Regions from separate parts of the Oryctolagus cuniculus genome. Here region 1 is linked to region 2. A link is a contact called in public Micro-C data. All regions are on one chromosome and are shown on one strand. The core of a region is the stretch at or near the end of the contact, and the rest is flanking DNA. Distances in the headings are between cores, read along the strand shown.

What was found. Hi-C and Micro-C count contacts between places; a contact is called where the count stands out from the background.
Region 1: a Micro-C map of ear pinna shows a contact between it and region 2, with 5 times the contacts expected there. The contact joins the promoter of NEMF here to the promoter of VCPKMT in region 2. A contact is called at or near these places in 4 of 6 Hi-C or Micro-C datasets (ear pinna, psoas muscle, skin fibroblasts and 1 more).

What each region holds. Positions count from the first base shown.
Region 1 is chr12:26,230,740-26,234,058 of mOryCun1.1, forward strand. It overlaps NEMF (nuclear export mediator factor), which reads left to right and starts at 2,022. Exons shown (of 33, transcript XM_070053688.1): 1 at 2,022-2,354; 2 at 3,040-3,108; 3 at 3,257-3,319. The coding sequence starts at 2,296. It also overlaps RN7SL1.
Region 2 is chr12:25,999,010-26,002,324 of mOryCun1.1, forward strand. VCPKMT (valosin containing protein lysine methyltransferase) reads left to right here and starts at 1,295. Exons shown (of 6, transcript XM_051822818.2): 1 at 1,295-2,127; 2 at 2,205-2,315; 3 at 2,489-2,561. The coding sequence starts at 1,862. It overlaps SOS2 (SOS Ras/Rho guanine nucleotide exchange factor 2), which reads left to right. Exons shown (of 23, transcript XM_002718299.5): 23 at 1-1,284. The coding sequence ends at 85.

The DNA of each region.
Region 1 (3,319 bases), core at 772-3,271, 230 kb after region 2:
ATCTCCTGTCGGCTGGTTCACTCCACAAATGCCCAGAACAGCTGGGCTAGGCTGGGAGCTGGGAGCTGAATCTAGGTCTCCCAGTGGGTGGCAGGGATCCAGCACGGATCCCCAGGGCTGCCTGGAAATGTCTGCATTGGTGGGAAGCTGAAGTCAGGAGACAGAGCCGGGACCGATCTCGGGGGTCTTACCTGGCATTTTATCCACAAGGCCAAATGCTCTCCCAGGAATGTTTTACTGCATATTAAAGGTTGAGAAACAGCCATGGGTGCCCTAAGTCACCCATTAATAATCCACTGAAAGTTTTTGGTCGGGTCGAAGGTCAGCACACTTGCTTACAGTTTCAGGTATTTGCTTTCATATCTTCCTTTTGAAAATCAAACAATTTCCCTTTCTCCTGTTACCTCTTCTTTTTTCCACAGTTTTCAAGTATCTTTGGTTCAGAATTTTCTCAAAATAGATATATGATATTCTTAAAAATGATAGAATCCAGTAGTAATTAAAGTTCCCTTGTAATCTTTACACTTATGGGGTATTTCTAAAAAGCTCATGGAAAACTGAATTAAAAGATGTTTATTTGGCACAAAGTGTTCTGAAATCCATGCATATGAAGAAAAGCTCATGAAAAATGAGCGTTAAGAAAAAACTACACATGGATTTCAAGGGTTATTTTTTTGCACCAAAAAATTCCTTTTAACATTTCATTTTGTCCCTGTACTTTTTGAAGCCCTTTGTATCTTTACTCCTCTTAGGGATGTTCTTGAATATACCTTTGGATGCCCCTTCTTTCTCCCCAAAGTAGAAACAAAGTATTAATTAGTGGACGGGCTAACTGTCCTGCTGCAAACTTAAATTGGTATCCTGTTCCTCTCATATCTTTGTAGCGCTGCAAGGTGGGAGTTGTGCCATCAAAGAGCCCAACTTTTTCAAAAACGTGTTTCAGTGCGGAGCCTTTACACGGGCTGTTCCTATGCAAAAATAACCGCTTTGTTGGACATGCCTTAGGGGTGAGCTTAGTTGTGCAGTTAGACCTCACGCGATTGGTTTGGACCAGGGTCACCTTGACTCCCAGTCTTTCCTTCTATATCTGCCGCTGTTCTGCACGGCCGGCGACTCTGCACCGCTGGGCACCTGGCGATTCCCTGACTTCTTTCCAGCCCGCCGCCCGCTTTCTGCTTCGCACCGCCCCCTGCTGGCGGGAAGTCGCGTTGCAGCCACACTCAAGCCCGCCGCCTGCAGCCTCGGCAGCCGCCGGGCGCGGTGGCGCGCGCCTGTAGTCCCAGCTACTCGGGAGGCTGAGGCCGGAGGATCGCTTGAGTCCAGGAGTTCTGGGCTGTCGTGCGCTATGCCGATCGGGTGTCCGCACTAAGTTCGGCATCAATATGGTGACCTCCCGGGAGCGGGGGACCACCAGGTTGCCTAAGGAGGGGTGAACCGGCCCAGGTCGGAAACGGAGCAGGTCAAAACTCCCGTGCTGATCAGTAGTGGGATCGCGCCTGTGAATAGCCACTGCACTCCAGCCTGGGCAACATAGCGAGACCCTGTCTCTTTTGCGTCCTCACCCTTTAAAGTCGGCTTTTGCGACCACGCACCTATCCTGACACAACAAGCCCCCCACCCCCTTTTAAACTCTTCCTCCACACCCCACACCCTCCCGGAAATCTTGTCTTATTTTACTTCACTGCTCTCTAGCGAAAGCACTTGACTATTTCAGGTTGCGTTCATGGGGCGCCAGCTGTATACCCAGCACCACGCCGAGTGTCCAGCAACCCTACACCGCCCCTATGAAGTAGGACGTCCTTTCCGAAGGTTCCTCCTAATCGTTAAGGGTCGTCACAGGACGAACCCAAGAGTTCCGCTTCGTTACTTTTAAAAATGCCACAAGTCCCAGCACCCGGGCCGAACCGGGTGGTGGTTCTCGGTGCCGGAGCCCGGCCGCCTGCCTCCGCCGCGAAAATGGCGACGACCAGTAGGGGTCACTGTGGGGGCCGGCGCGAGTCCCCGCCTGCGGGGCGGGAAGCTATCTGGTTCCGTCCGTACGCGGTCAGGACAGCACTGCAGATCCGAGAAAACATTTTGGACCTACTCTGAATTGTTTTCGGTACCACAGAAAGGAAGTCTGAAGGCATCTTGACAGCCTTCTTCAGGCTGCTGACGCAAAGACGTTCGCTTCAAGGAATATTGGATCCTCCGGGCGGCCGTAGATGACCGCCAAGTGCGCCTGCGCGGAAGCGTCGCGGCGTCCAGTCGGGCAGTCGGCGGCGAGAACTGCGGTGGCTACCTTCGGACCTCGCCATGAAGACCCGGTTTAGCACCATTGACCTCTGCGCGGTACTCGCGGAGCTGAATGCGAGGTACGGTCTCGCAGGGGACCGCGGCTCTCGCGGGCAGCGCAGGAGGCCAGGCCGGGGCCCCGTGGTGGGAGCGAGACCAGCCTGCTGTTGGCTCTCTCCTGGTGGTGTTTTTCCCTGGACCTGGCTAGGCCGGGCTGGGCGAGTGCAGGGCGTCTTTGCGGTGGCCCGCCAGGGGCCACCTGTCGCTCCCGCAGCCCTGGTGCGTGGCTGGCGCGGCGTCTCCACTGGCCGGGCTGGGGCAGACGTGTGGGAGACCGCGAGACGCCGGAGTGGCCTCTGGCCGCGGAGCTTGGAGAGAGCAGAGGCCAGATGTCTTCGGCACCCCGCCGAGAGCGGGGGCGCCGTCCCGCTAGCCGGGTGTTAGCTGGGTTTTGCAGATCTGAACTGAGACCTGGATTGCAGGCTCGCCCCTCTGCAGCTGTGCGAGCTTTGTCAGGCTTGCAGGGGGCGCGTTTATTTTTATTCGTCTTTGCAACACATCATTGGATTAGACGTTAATGAGTTGTCCTCCACCCGCCCCCAAGAGTGTCGAGTCGTTGCAGAGATGTCTGGCTGATAGCCACTCTGTTCTCGAATGGTTGACCCCAGATCCTTAGAGCGGAAGTTCCTTTTTTCGTACCTTTAATTGTAATTTTTTGTTTCAAACTGGAGTATGATTTGTTACATGTTTTCCTTGTCTTTTCAGCTTGCTAGGAATGAGAGTAAACAATGTTTATGATGTGGATAATAAGACTTACCTTATCCGTCTTCAAAAGTAAGAACGCTTTATGTACTTTTGATTTTGGTAATTAAATATGAGATGATTGTGTGTGTGTGTGTGTTTTTTAAACCTGTACTGTGTGTCTTCTCCCAGAGGTACCGTTGGTAATATGCCCTAAAAGAAATATTTTTTTCTTCTGCAGGCCAGACTTTAAAGCTACACTCCTCCTTGAATCTGGCATACGAATTCACACAACAGAATTTGA
Region 2 (3,315 bases), core at 45-2,544:
GCCACCAAAGACTTACAAACGGGAACTTTCGCACCCTCCGTTGTATGGACTGTCTTTGTTAGAAAATGCAGAAACTCCTCAATGACCTTAGCCATATGTAGTCATTGACACTGGAATAGTATTTGTAAAGTTTTTTTTTAATTTATTCAAAAAAGGCATAGTATTTTAGTACTATTTTGTAATGCTTTTACAAAAATGCTACTGATCAAATAAGCTTTTAAGAATTGGAAAAATAAAAATTCAAAAGTCGTGCACCATTTTCCTCAGGTGGTCAGTAGCATTGCCTTGTCTTGGATCCTCAGTGCTGCCAAAAGGCCAGTATAATGAATTTATAATTGCACTGTAGACTCTGCTAAAATATGATTTAAAGTGACATTGATTGCACTGAAAAGGGATAGTGCTTTTGTGGAATTTTTCAAATTTGAGTAATAGCTGCCTTTTTAAGGCAATGAATTTACATAAACATGGAAGCTAATGGTGTTACTGATTTTTAAACCTCTTTGACCATCTTCTAGTTTTTACTTCTAGTTTTTACATCTAGGAGAATTGTGAATAACACCCACAGTTCTTAAACTGTTTAATGCCATGTCTTAAATGCCAGTATTTGCTGCTGAAGACAAAAATGAAAAGTAGGATGAAAATAATAGAATGCACTGTTTATTATTTTGTCAGATGTAAGCAAGGACTACATAACCCGATCATAGAGGAGAAAGGGCATGTATCTCACTCAGATGTGCCTTTGTTTTTGGCAGACTACGGTGTCTTTAGCTCATCAGTTGCCTATTGTTTTGGAAAACAAATATGCCATCAATGTACAGTTTTGTTTATATTGTATATTTAAAGATAATGCTAATAACCTATATAAATTTCAGTGACTTGAGGACTATAATACAATCTGCTACTTTACTAATGCGTAAATTCAGAGGAGAAACTTCTTATGGCATAGGAACCAACCGCCTTGCCTTCAAAACCTAGTAACCGTCTCTGTAAATCTCCTGTTAACTGAAATGTTTTAAAAAAATTTTTTAGATTGGTAATATTTAAACCAGCAAATACTTAAAGCTTTATTAAACTTTTTAATCAGAGGAGTGACACTTTTTTTTTTTTTGGTATTTGTACACCCTCATTGGAAGTGATGAAAAGCATATTGCGGACAGTGCTGTAGCAGCAATTGTAAAGTAGCCCAAAGCCACGTTGTTTATTTACTGGTCTGTGGCCTTTTACTGTGCTTTGTATCAGAGTTCTTAACAAGATTAATAAATCACCCAGTCTTAATTTTTAAAAGGCTTTTAAAATACGTGTTTTTATTATAAGAAACCAAGGAGAGATTGAATCCTGTAGATTCATACACACGTTATTTTGTTTTGTGCAACACATCACATAATCCCAAAGAATTTAACTGACGTAAACTCTAGAGGAATAACTGCCTTCACTGTTAAGCCCAAACGACAAGCTTCAGCAACGTTTGTACGCATTCCTGTGAAAACCGGGAGCCAGCAGGCGAGGAGACTCGGGATCACAGCCGTCTTTGGTTGGATCTTGGAAGTTGCCTGAACTTAAGGCGGTGACCACCGTGCGAATCCGTCTCCATCCATACAGAAACAATGTGAAGTTTCCTTTGTTTTATTACAGGCGGGTTATCGCACTCGGTTTTTCTGGAAAAGAGATTTCTGCTGACTAGGGGTTGGGGAGGCGGGGCATAGCGCTCGGTCCCGCCCACGTAACGGTGCCCCCGCGGCTTTGGGAACTCGCGCACGCGCCGTGGCACCATGCGGCCAGCTCCGCCACTCAGGGCGGGGCCGCGGGGCGTGCGCGTGGGTGTGACGTCACTGCATGCGCCGCATCCTGTGGTTTGGCTGCGATGGCGGCAACTGCGGAGACGTCGGAGGAGGACCCACTACGGAGCTTTGTGCGAGTTTTGGAGAAGCGGGATGGCACGGTGCTACGCCTGCAGCAGTATAGCTCCGGTGGCGTGGGTTGCGTTGTCTGGGACGCAGCTATTGTCCTTTCTAAATACCTGGAAACACCCGGGTTTTCTGGCGACGGGACGCACCTGCTGAGCCGGCGGTCGGTCCTGGAACTGGGCTCAGGCACCGGAGCCGTGGGACTCATGGCCGCCACCCTAGGGTAAGCGCTGGCGGCGGGGTGCAGCCCGGTGCCCACTGCGCAGCCTGTGCCTAGTCCTCATCGACGTTGTTTTGTAGGGCACATGTTGTAGTCACCGATCTTGAGGAACTGCAGGACCTGCTGAAGATGAATATTGACATGAACAAGCATCTTGTCACTGGTTCTGTTCAAGCCAAGGTACTGAAATGGTTTGTATGGCCTTTCAGCTTGTTTTAAGATAGCGATCTGTAGCCTGCCTTTAAATTGCTTTTCACCGAAAGGGTGGTTAATACGAAGGGGAGTTTCCAGTTCTTTTATTATAAGACAAGAGTATGGTACATGATTCAAGCAACAATTAAAATATTTGTTTGACGTTTTTAAGGGGGGAAGAAATAGAAGACTTTCCTTCGCCACCAGACTACATACTGATGGCCGACTGCATATACTATGAAGAGGTAAGCATTCAGTGAGCGAAGTCTCCTCCTTGAGATGAGCTGTATTTCGTGGATTCTAAAGCACACGTTTCTTCACATTTTAGCGTCTCTGAGTTCAGACTGTGTTATAGTGGATGATGCAGTGAAGAGATGATAGAAGTCACCAGGGACGCATGATACACCCCCCGTGATTAAAATAAGGGCCCGTGAAGCATGTTGAGAAAGGTGTAAAATCGCTTTTGTAAACTTTTTGAAGAATTTTGCCATTTGTGAAATGAAAAGCTGAGGTCATCTTATTTTTTCCTTAGCTGAACATGTTAAAAATGACATTGAGAATTAAGTTGCATTCCAAAGGACTCCTTGTGGCAAGATTTATTAGATGCATGGAAAGGTTTTTCTGTAAATGTCAGTCTGTACACTGTTATGGGCATCACTCGTCATCAGAATAATGTCAGGGTTAGACTTCTGAAAGGTTAATTGTCGGTTGCTAAATCCTAAATTAGATTAAGTAAAATGAAAATTTGAAAGATTGAAACCCATTTATTTTCTCATGGAATCTTTAAAATACAGTTATTAGAGTGCTTTTTCTGGAAACTAAATTCGATAAAATGGAGTTGATTAGTTAAGAGTTGTTTTCCAATCATTTGTGGAGCTTGAATTACATCTGCTTTGTTGGATAGATTTAAAGATGAGTAATTGATTATAATAATTATAATTATCCCTCCACTCCCCATGTTCCTTTTATAGTAGAAAATATTTGTCATAAAAATATGTA